2 separate regions of the Mus musculus genome follow, and region 1 is linked to region 2. The links are chromatin contacts, called in public HiChIP or PLAC-seq maps. All regions are on one chromosome and are shown on one strand. The core of a region is the stretch at or near the end of the contact, and the rest is flanking DNA. Distances in the headings are between cores, read along the strand shown.

What was found. HiChIP or PLAC-seq counts read pairs in DNA pulled down with a chosen protein or histone mark.
Region 1: a contact with region 2 is called in a CTCF HiChIP or PLAC-seq map of the NIH/3T3 cell line, with 6 read pairs. The contact joins two enhancer-like sites.

What each region holds. Positions count from the first base shown.
Region 1 is chr9:75,431,240-75,437,447 of GRCm38.p6, forward strand. No RefSeq gene overlaps it. Among named protein-coding and RNA genes, the nearest start is that of Leo1, 7.2 kb to the right of the region's middle. Within about 2 kb of position 4,877, at least 307 of the 459 cell types and tissues checked have an H3K27ac peak or open chromatin away from gene starts, as enhancers often do. A contact at or near this core is called in the NIH/3T3 cell line, where this site is marked.
Region 2 is chr9:75,122,487-75,128,343 of GRCm38.p6, forward strand. Myo5a (myosin VA) reads left to right here. Exons shown (of 41, transcript NM_010864.2): 4 at 425-569. Among named protein-coding and RNA genes, the nearest start is that of Myo5a, 54 kb to the left of the region's middle. Within about 2 kb of position 2,030, at least 73 of the 459 cell types and tissues checked have an H3K27ac peak or open chromatin away from gene starts, as enhancers often do. A contact at or near this core is called in the NIH/3T3 cell line, where this site is marked.

The DNA.
Region 1 (6,208 bases), core at 3,627-6,126, 310 kb after region 2:
CTCCATGCCAAGGTTCTTACCCTCGTGATCTGTGGATGTGACCTACATAGCGAGAAAAGACACTGCAGAAGTGGCTAAGAGTTTTGAGGTGGGCCGTGGATACAGTGGCATATACCCTTAGGAGACGGAGGCAGAGGGAGGTTTGATACACTGACGAGGCAAAGGCAACGAGACCGCAGACAGAGCTATGCTACTGATGTGGCCAGGAGCCAGACATTGCTGACCTTATCAGGAGCCCAACACAAGGACCAGGTTCTCCTGAGCTCTGCTGGAAGGCAGGCGGCTCTTCTGTAGTCATTTTCCACCAGGGAGACTGAGTTTTCAGCCTACATACTGTGAGTGGTCACATTTCCGCTGAATTCAGCCATCAAACTGTGGTCAGCCACAAGCAAATAAAACAGCAGCGTATTCCTGAAATGTTTCTATCTTTGCTGCGTTCTTTTTTGAGCCTATGTATTTTTAAAACCCCATCTTATCCTTTGCAATATGTTTTCTCTAAGAAGATAACTTTTCATGTTCTTTTCAATTTCCTTAGATGTTGGATTTCAAACTAATTTTTTTAAATGAACAATTTTGATTTTCTTTTTATTTTATTTATTTATTTATTATATGTAAGTACACTGTAGCTGTCTTCAGACACCCCAGAAGAAGGCATCAGATCTCATCACCGATGGTTGTGAACCACTATGTGGTTGCTGGGATTTGAACTTAGGACCTTTGGAAGGGCAGACGGTGCTTGTAACCGCTGAACCATCTCTCCAGCCCGGATTTCAAATTAATTTAGCAAACCTTTAGGAATTATCTATTGTGGCCCTGGAATGTTTAACAGACACAAAGCAAAACCAGACAGCCTCTCCTTAAGTTTTAATAATGCTTATACCCAGTGTATGATAAAACCCAAAGATAAGAGCCAAAGTCAGGACTGGCTGGGGCAATCAAGAAGGAAGGAAGAACCCTGAGGGGCCTGGGATTTTGGGGTGGGGTGGGGTAGGGGGTGGGGTGGGGTGGGGTGGGGTGGGATGGGGTGGGGTAGGGCCTTGAGTGAACAAGCAGACCTTGGTGGGAGACTCCAGAACAAAGAAAGAAGACTTCAGTATTCATCGTCTTTCCTGACCATCCCCTCTCCCCTCCATTTCAGTTCTTTCTGCATTGTACAAGTAGCCTAGATTCTTTTTGTCCAGTGCGATGGATCCAAGCTAGGGCCTCATGAATGCAGGCCAATTTTCAACCTCTGAGCTACACTGCTGGCTTCTTTTTCTTTGAGGCACAGTCTTGCTATGTCACCCAGGCTGTCCTCAAACCTGGAATTCTCCTGCCCTCCCCTCACCTCATGGATGGCTGGAGTCATAGGTGTGTACCGCCACGGCCCACAGGATGTCTCCTGAAACATTTCAGAAACAGAACAATTGCAACATAAGACGTCTCTGTAATCTCATATCCCAGAGGAAAGCTTTTCTGACAATTCAAAGTATATTCTTCAGGTCATCCTGCCCCCTCCACCACCACACACACCCATCCACCACACACACACAATAATATGTTCAGGTAATTGTTACAGGAACGAAAGCACGGTGCACACATATTCTTTCTCTGCTTGCTGTGAACAGAGAAGAAAGGGCATTTGAAGATAATTCATCTTTTGGCAGCACACACATACACACACACACACAGACTTCCCTAATCACATTCTGATCACATGTTTTAGAAAAATCACCCTTTCTAACCACATAATGGCCTGTGCTGAGAGAAGAGAATGGGGGTGGGGGTTGGGCGGGGAAGGGGGAGAAGAAGAGGGAGAAATTTGTTTTTTTTTTTTTTGTTTGTTTTGGGGTTTTGTTTTTGTTTTGTTTTAAACAATAATCAGAATAAACCTAGGGAAGACAAGGAGAAATAGCTGAGGCGTGAGAAGGGCGTTTACTGCGCTTGCAGAAGACCTGAATTCAGTTTTCAGAACCAACATCAGGCAACTTACAACCGCCTGTAACTCAGGCTCCATTGGATTGGCTGCCCTCTTCTGCATTCTGTGGGCACTGTACTCACATACTCAGGCACATACCTATACATACACATATGCACATGACTAAAAAAAAATAAAAGCTAGCTTCAGGGTCTGAGGGCATAGTTCAGTTACCATGTGACACGTGTATGGCACTGGGTTCAATCCACAACATGACAAAATTAACTAAAAACACCATGCGGTGGCTCATATCTGTTACCCCAGCACTCAGTGGATGAAGCTCTTCCAGAGGTCCTGAGTTCAATTCCCAGCAACCACAAGGTAGCTCACAACCATCTGTAATGGGATCCAATCCCCTCTTCTGGTCTGAAGACTTGCTTCTGTCTAGAAAAATAACTTGTAATGATTAACATAGTTGGGCTGGTGAGATGGCTCAGCAGATAAGAGCACTTGACTGCTCTTTTGAAGGTCCTGAGTTCAAATCTCAGCAACCACATGGTGGCTCACAAACACCTGTAATGAGATCTGACGCCCTCTTCTGGTGTATCTGAAGTAGCTACCGTGGACTTATTTATAATAATAAGTAAATCTTTGGGCCAGAGGGAGCAGGGACTGAGCGAGCAGAGTTGACCAGAGCAAGCAGGGTTGACTGGAGTGAGCAGAGGTCCTAAATACAATTCCCAACAACCACATGAAGGCTCACAACCATCTGTACAGCTACAGTGTACTCACATACATAAAATAAATAAATCTTTTTTTTTTAAAAAAAGAATAACATAGTTTCTAAAAGTCTTATGGGTTTGGCGGCATCATCTGTATTCTATTTTCCTTTGCTTAGTTTTTCTTGCCATTTTAAGTCTAAGATTATAATCTATTCCTCCACTAAGTAGTAGATAATGGTGTGTGCAGATGCAGCCTGTTCGGGAGAGAACCTTCCTTTGCTTGAGGCCCTGGTTTGATTCTCAGTATTCACACAATGCAGCAGCAAGACAAACTCCTATGTTCCCACATTTGAAAGCTGAGAATTTACCCACACATCAGTGTGAGTCATGATTAACTAAAATGTCACACCCGCTCAAGGTAAGGGACATCCCCAACTGTCATTTCCTGGTAAGTAAGGGAATAAATTACAGTCGAGGAAACAAAACCTTCAGTGGACTCTTTAGGGGAAGTGTCCCATTTTACATTTTCCTAAAACGGTAGCAGCTGTTCTTTAAAACTGAATCAACAGCCAGGTGTAGTGGTACTTGCCTGTAACCCCAGTTTTTTGGAGGTTGAGGCTGGAGGATCGTGAGACCCAGGTTAGCCAGGGCTCCCTAATGAGAGGGCTCTCTTAAAACAAAACAAAACCCACCAGGAAACCAACAATAAAACCAATAACTATCACCCTCTTGTGGCCTTTTGCCACATTACTGGTAAAGCCTTCAATGCTTTTGTAATTGAGGCCTGAAGCCAGTCTCCTCCCAGTGACGCCCATGAGAGAGGAAATATACAGGGCCAGCGGAGCAGGCACAGGAGTTCCCACCCTCTGCTGAGATGGCATTCTGTGTTTACGCAGGATTCTAAAATAACCAGTTAAATAAGGAAATACACCAGACAGATTTAATCTGGGCAGTGCCACTATAAGGAGACTGTTTCAGTTTTGTCTTTGGGCCAAGTCTATTTTATTATATTATATTATATTATCTATCTATCTATCTATCTATCTATTTTTGAGACAGGGTTTCTATGTGTAGCCCTGGCTGTCCTGGAGCTCTGTAGACCAGGCCAGCCCTTTTAACTCAGAGATCTGCCTGCCTCACCTCCTGAGTGAGAGAACTGTCTCAGGAGCTGGATAGGAGTATGCCTGGGCTACATGAAACTGCCTTTAAAAACAATCATGCTCGCCGGGTCGTTGTGGTGCACCACACCTTTAATCTCAGCACTCAGAGACATGATTTGTAATGCGGTTGCATGATGGGTGTGTGTGTGTGTCGGGGGTGCCTTAGCGGGTCCATGCTGGGCCATCTCCCCTGAGGTATCAGCCATATGACAGGTCTAGTATAAAATGAAGTTTATTTGGGACAAGGGAAGGGGGTGCGGGGAAGGGAGTAGAGGCAGAGAAAGAAAGGGGACAGAGAAGGACAAAAAGAGAGAGGAAAGAAAGAAGGGAAGAGGCTGGCCAGGAACACATGAGCGGAGAGGAGGGGAAGAGGGAGAGGAGAGAAGAGGAGAGGGAGAGAGGGAGAGGCCAAACAGTCCTTTTATAGAAAGCCAAGCTCCTACCTGGCTGTTGCTAGGTAACTGTTGGGCGGAGCCTAGAGGAAAAGCTAAGGGTCAGGAGGGATCTCTGAGTTTAAGGCCAGCCTGGTCTACAGAGCGAGTACCAAGACAACTAAGGCTACACACAGAAACCCTGTCTCCCTTCAACCTTCCCCAAAGCACATACGTTGCAAGGGAGTAGATTTTCCTGACTTTGACTTTCTCCCTCATGTTTTAGAAGTTGGGAAGTGTTCTCCCACTTTTGTCTCCATTTTGGGAGCCGGAGTGAGACAGGGTTTCTCTGTGTAGCCCTGGGCTGTCCTGGAGCTTGTTCTGTAAACCAGGCTAGCTTCGAACTCAGAGATCTGCCTCCTGAGTGCTGAGATTAAAGGCGTGCTCCACCAGTGTTCAAGACCAGCCTAGTCTACAGAGCCCACAGTCAGAGGGGTAAACACACACACACTTAACCACTGAGCCATCATCCCTCTAGTCCTCTCCCTGTCCTCCTTAACACCACGATTTCATTAGGCACTTTAAAGATGTCCTTTCCTCTCCTTTCCCCTATCTATTGTCCTCTGGTCTCTCCATCCGGGTACTGGGTATTCTTACAGCTGTCACTCTCCTCCCGTCGGGTCCCGCCTCCTCCGCGGGTTTCTGTCTTCTAAGTCCCCTCCCCTTGCTACTGAAGCAGCTGACCTCATCCTGCCTGCTGGCCGAGAGGTCTTTCCAGGACACAGTTCCCTGGTAACCCTCAACAGGCAGGAAGTAACTAAAGCCAGCCTCTTCCCAAGCCCCTTTGCGTCGGAGGGAAAGGCTCCTAACCAACAAAAGAGCCACCTTAATTTCTCTCCTAAGAAACGCTTTCTGATTTAATAACGTTCTTCTGTTTGATGTGGTTTGTTTTTCCTCTTTTTCTCCACATAAATACACATTTTCATAGGAAGTGTACCCAGACACTTTCCACATTCATCTTTTCTTGTCTAAACTCTCATTTACATCGGAAATTTACCAGGGCTTTGAAGTAGACAATAGAACCTCCTAAAAACCCAGTTGATACATGGCAGTGGGGGAAAAAAAATGAGGGTTAAGGACAGAATAGTTGTCATTATTTTGAGAAAAAAAGCTTAAACTTAATTTCGGGAAGTGTCTGTTTCTAAATACCCAGAAAACTCTTCTATATGGAAACTAGCTTCATATCCAAATACGTTTTATGGTACCAAGTGTGTACACACACACACACACACACACACACACACACACACACACACACACACACACACGAGGCCTGGGGCGGGGAGAGGCAACTAATGTGACTTTCAGTTTATACTACATTATGCATTTCTGCTACAATTATAAAAACAATTGTCAGAATCCCCCTTGCCAAAAGTCAGTTTACTTTCTATTGTAACATTGACTCGAAGTGATTTGGGAAGGAAAGAGCCTATTTCACCTTCCAGTTTACATTCTATCTTGAAAAATCAGGGCAGAAACTCAAGGCAAGGACTGAAGGGGAACCACGGAGGAGTGCTGCTCCCGGGCTTGGCATATGACAGAACTACCTGCCCAGGTAGTATTACTTACTTACATTATTAAATCAGAAAGCGTTTCTTAGGAGAGAAATTAAGGTGGCTCTTTTGTTGGTTAGAAAAGGGGCTTGGGAAGGGGCTGGCTTTAGTTACTTCCTGCCTGTTGAGGGTTACCAGGGAGCTGTGTCCTGGAAAGACCTCGACCAGCAGACAGGATGAGGTCAGCTGCTGTAGTAGCAAGGGGAGGGGACTTAGAAGTAATACCACCTGCACAGGTGGTATTACTTACCACCCAAAATGCACTGGGCCCTCCCACATCAACCATTAATCGAGAAAATGCCCCCACAGCTTACCTACAGGCCAGTCTGATAGATGCATAGTTTTACTTGAGAGTGTGTCTTTCCAGATGACTCTAGCTTATGTCAAGTTGACAAACAAAACCCTAACCAGCTTGCCACATTAATAGGAAAAACACAACACAGTC
Region 2 (5,857 bases), core at 780-3,279:
ATTCCTCGGAGTTGTAGTTCCAGGCAGTGGTGAGCTGCCCAACATGGGTGCTGGGAACTGAACCTAAATTCTCTGCAAGATCAGCAAGTGCTCCTTACCCCTGAGCCCTCTCTTAAACCCCCATTTTTTTAAACTGAATATAAAAATGTTTAAGTTATTTAAAACATTGTTTCTTTTTTGCCACATGGCGATCAAACCCAGAGCTTTACAAATGATTGACAAGTGCTCTACCCCTGGCTAAGTCACATTATTTTAAAGAGTCTAGTCCAGATCAGTTAGGACTATGTACAATAATTTAGAATACCTAAGACTGTGGTGTATTTTGACCTTTGAGTAATTGATTAGTTTAATGTGAACCAAGCTGAAACAATGTGCCCTGTAGGAGATGATTGATGTCATTTTCTTTCTCATCCTCCTCTCTCAGGAATAGTTCTGGTAGCTATAAATCCCTATGAGCAGCTGCCTATTTATGGAGAAGATATTATTAATGCCTACAGTGGCCAGAACATGGGTGACATGGATCCTCACATCTTCGCAGTAGCTGAAGAGGCTTACAAGCAAATGGCAAGGTTGGTAGGAACGTGTATTGTCATTGCATGGCTCTTGTTAGATAAGATAGTTTTATTCTTTGCTGTGTCATGGATAATTTAAAGAGAAAAGAACTTGTAAATAGTTACAAGTATCTTTGACCAATTTATATCAAAGTGTCTGAACTATTCAATTAAATATTAAAATCTCACATTTATAAACCGATTATATAGTTTGTTTAAAAATTGCCTTTGGAATCTCATCATGTTCTTGTGACTAAGCAAGGACAGATATTGTGTTTTATAGGTGAGAGAGTTAAAGTTTAGTTGTATAGCATTAAATAACTTCCCTAGTGTCACTCAGCACAGTAACAGACAAACTAAAAGGACTAGTAATCTGTATGATAGCAATGAAAAATATAAAACAGAACATCAGTTATTTGTGTATACCTCTGCAGAGTGTGTCTCATATCACCCACAGAGCTTTAACAGTTTGAGGGCAAAGAATGGAAAATAGAGCACTTTCAAGATAAAATTATGCCCTGAATAATAAATGATATCATATAATGTGAAAGGGTGAGTGCACTGGAAAAAAAACAAAACAAAACTAGTTTCTTAGGCTTACAGGGAGGAAATTGGCATAATATGATGTGGGAAATCCTGAAAACAGTCTATAAAATAGAAAATATAAAATAGATGCTGTAGAGGCTTTTATTTTCTCTTTTGCAACCAGTACACATTTTTGGACCAAAGTGTGATAGAATTTTATAATTATTTCAACTAAAGTACCCATAGAAGTCATTATACCCTTTTAATAATAATAGTACTTATAATAAGTACCAGAGTTAACCATGTGCTATCTCCTCACAAGTTGTTGATTAGCTATTTTTGATTTATTAACAAAATTTATCTTCATAACTTTTTGAATTTGTGTTGTTATAAACTGTATTGCAGTTGGTAAAACTGAGGCTTAGGGAAGTTCTATAATTTTTCTAAGGTCTTATCAATAGGAAGATCATTGTTCAAATTCAGTTAGTCAAATATTAGCATATTAAGTATAAAATATTAGCATATTAAGTATAAAATGGCAGTGAATTAGCAGTATATGTTATAGTATGCTCAGTACTACTATAAAACAGTAATGAATATCCAAAGTTTAAAGCTTAATGTTTAGAAAATTCCATCTGTGAATACATTTTCCTTCAGCTGAACAGAATCTACCAGTACTTGATTTTTCTAGTTTCAGAGCATTGCAGTGCAATGCTGGCACCACTCAGGACGGCCTGAGTCACACTAGTCAGTGAGGGAATCCCACGGACTGCTAGACTCTGAATTTGATCTCTGAAAAGTTTTATACTTAAAGAACTTTACAATCCTCAGAAAATACTTCCTTTGGCTCAAAGGGTCAGAGCAAGAGCCTCGTGCATGTAACACAGTCTCAGCCTCAGTGCTGATCTCAAGTCTGAAAGCGTGGTTTTCATCATTGCCGTGGCAACACTCAAATGTCAGGAGATTCAACTGCTTTCCTGGCACTCTCTTTATCCCACATGATATCCCCGTGAGTCAGCCAGTGTCATTTCTTAACTCAAGGTTGTTTGGTTTGGTGTTCCCCCTTTGCCTAGTTTTCTTTTGTAGAAAGCTTGAAATATGTTTCAGTTAGTTAGAATGTTTATCACATATTAATAAGTCTGTACCCATAAAATCTGCTACAGCCACCAGAGTGTGTCTGCTTTGGTTTAGTCGGGAGTCTGCTGCAGAATCACTCCTCCCTCCCTCCCTCCCTCCCTCCCTCCCTCCCTCCCTCCCTCCCTCCCTCCCTCCCTCCCTCTCTCTCTCTCTTTCTTTCTTTCTTTCTTTCTTTCTTTCTTTCTTTCTTTCTTTCTTTTATTTTACCAAATAAACATGCCAGCTTTCCTGGGTGTGAGTCTTGGTGTTTCACATCACCGCTGTTCCTACAGACCCCTCATATCTTTAGAGGAGATATAACTTATCATTATTGACAGAAATTTCTTAATCACAATCCAAACACCAGGCACTGTCCTGGATATGATACAGCAGCAAACCAGACACAAGTTCCACTCAACAAACAAAGCCTGATAAACAATAAAAGTAGCCGGGCAGTGGTGGCACACACCTTTAATCCCAGCACTTGGGAGGCAGAGGCAGGCGGATTTCAGAGTTCGAGGCCAGCCTGGTCTACAAAGTGAGTTCCAAGACAGCCAGGGCTATACAGAGAAACCCTGTCTCAAAAACAAACAAACAAACAAACAAACAAACAAAGAATAAAAGTAAATGAAGCTTATGCTTATCACCTATCAATAGGATCATTGATTAAACTGGTAGTGTTATTGTAGCAATATTAGCTTTCCTGATTTTGACCATTATAAATAGATAAGAACAAAGCTTAACAAATGTTGTGAAGGCTGTGAAAGTACACATGTTTACAACCTATACTCAAAATGTTGCAGAAAATATTAGAATGGGAGAAATAGAGAAACAGAGCAAATGGGCAGCTCCTGGGTGTGAGCGATGCGTAAGCAGGAGTTCATTTTACAGTGTGTGTAGCTTCTACAAGGTTGAAATCCTATTACAGTAACTTTATGGCAACAAAACAGAGCAAGCAAGCAAGCAAGCATAGAACTCTGGAGATGAAACAGGTAGGAGGCTATTCAATGATTTGAATGAGGAACAGAGACTTAGTTGAAAGTATTAGAGAAGATGTTGAGTAGGGAATAGATTTAAGATGGGACTGGGAACGTGATGCAGGGTAAGAAAGAAGCGAGAGTTAGGATGACCACAAGGATTTGTTCTGAGAGATAGAAGGTTGGCAGTTTCCTTTCTAGAGATGAGGTTTCCTTTGTTCTATAGGAAGAGCAGGTTGTGTGGATGTGGTGGGGGTTAAAGTGATGGGCTTACATCTTGGTTTATTGACTTATTTATGTTTATGAGTATTTTATCTGCATGTATGAATGTGCACCAAGTTGGTGTAGTGCCTGAAGAAGCCAGAAAGGAGCCTAGTGGCAAGTAGCTTTAGCTGTTAGGCCATTATGATAGCCCAGTTTTAGTTAGAAATGTCTATGCCCCATCTCCATTCTAAACATGCTCCTTAGAGGACAGTGCTCTCGTGGAATACTGCACCCTCTTACATTTAATGAGCCTGTTGACTTCTAGAGGAGAAAGGGCAAATGGAGTTTGAGGTCTGTCTTTCTGCTTGTATTCCTTCTCTCACATTCTTACTTGTCCTTTTTCACACTAAACCTGACTGATTTTTTTCACTCTGTCTGTGTGTGTACATGTGTGTGCATGTATGTGCATGTGTGTTTGTGAGTGTGTGTGCACACAGAGGAAAACATGTGGGAGTCAATTCTTTCTCCATCATCTGAGTCTTAAGTATGGACTTAGTTCCAAGCCAAGTGACTGCCTGCTGAGCCGTCTCACTGGCTCCCTGATTGTTTTCCTTCACCAAAGTCACAGAATTATTTTCATTAAACCACCAAGATTTAGTTTTGTTTCCTTATAGTCATTTGTTGTAATATTATCTTAATTTTATGTATTTCCTGTCCTGTGTGAGTCACAGGGCAATGTTCCTAAGTTTTACTTACAGCTTTGATTTTTTTTTTTTATTTAAAAAGTTAGTACTGTGTAGTTAACCTTGGTTTAGTTTAAAAAAAAATACTGTGTGTTCTAATTGCGTCTCCCCCAATTAACCATAGAACTTAAAACTTAGGATCTCCATGGATTTCACTTTTATCAACTGTAAGATGGACCAGTTTCACAAGTGGCCTAACTTGACCTTACAATGTTCTGTGAAATGTATTTGTTGTCTTTATGTTTGATTAGATCAATGAATGGGCCTTTTTCTTCCTAGTGAAGGACAGAGCATGCATGCTAAGAAGTGACATAGCAAAGCAAGAGGAGCCTACCATAGACCTCCCCGTACCCCTCGAGTTAGGGGTGTATGCTATAACAACTCACTGTCTTGGCATACTAGTCACCAACCTTAAGCAAACTAACTTTGGTTGTTTTCTGCAAAGAGGAAAAGAGTGTCTGTCCCTATTATTCCAGTTATTAAATTATATTGGCTAATAAGTACAGAAACACTTTGAAAAATATTAAGTCGAATCTGATACAAGCTCTCACCTTCATCATTGTGAAGCATCATCTCTGCACTCTCCTTCCAGCCATTTAGGTGTGTCATCCGGTTTTATTACTTCTGACTTTATTTATTACCAGGCCTTTCTTAGCCACCCTTCTTTCATTTAGTTATGTGGTTTCTGAATGCTCTAGTATCCTGACGTCCGTTGGCTAAGTAGAAAATGACTCTTATGGATGGTGAAATCTCTTCTGTTAACAACTGTGACTCAGGTAGCATGTAGTGCCAAGTATCCTACTTATATAACAGGCTTGGTGTAATGCCTGCTACCTTATAAGGCTGATTGAACAGATGCTTTGTGACCTCCAGGCAGTATATGCTAAGTCAGGTTTGGTACCGTGTGTGTATGCCCTGTGCTATAGTTTGAATATACAATGGTTCCAAAGGTTTGTGTGCAGAAGACTTGGTAGTGTTATCGAGAGACAGAACAGGTGCACTAACTTCTCCAAGGACTTAGTCCATTGATGAGTTCCAAGCTGAGTAAGCCATTAGGAAATGCAACCATTAGAAGGAAAGAAGCTGCTGGGAATATGTCAGGGTTTCTCTTATCCATTCCACCTTCTCAGCTTTGTCTGCTTCCTGTCTGCATGAGGTGAGCAGCTTTGCTTTTACTCTATGTTCCTTGCTGTGACTCACCAAGGTCCAGAAACAAGAGACCCAAGTGAACATGGCCTGTAATGTAAATTAAGTCTCTCCTCCCTATGTCAGTTACCTATATCACTGCTGTAACAAGGTACGTGACAAGAGTAGCTTAAGGCAGGAAGAGACTAGTTCAGCTCATAGTTTAAGGTATAAACCTGCATGGCAGGGAGTCCCAGCAGAAGAAACTCTAGGCACCAGCCACTTTGCATCTGCAGGTCAGGAAACAAAGGGCGGTGAATGCTGACAATCATCTCTTCTTTTTCTTTCTTTCCTTCTTTCTTACTTTACTTTACTTTACATCCCACTCACTGTCCCCTCCTGGTCACCTGTCCCACAATCCTTCCCCCATCTCCCCTTCCCTTCTCTTCTGAGAGGATAGGGGCCTCCCAGGTATCCCCCATTCCCTGGCACATCAAGTCTCTGTGAGGCTAGATGCATCCTCTCCCACTGAGGCCAGACAAGGCAGCCCACCTAGAAGAACATATCCCACATACAGGCAACAGCTTTGGAATAGCCTGCTCCAGTTGTTTGAGAC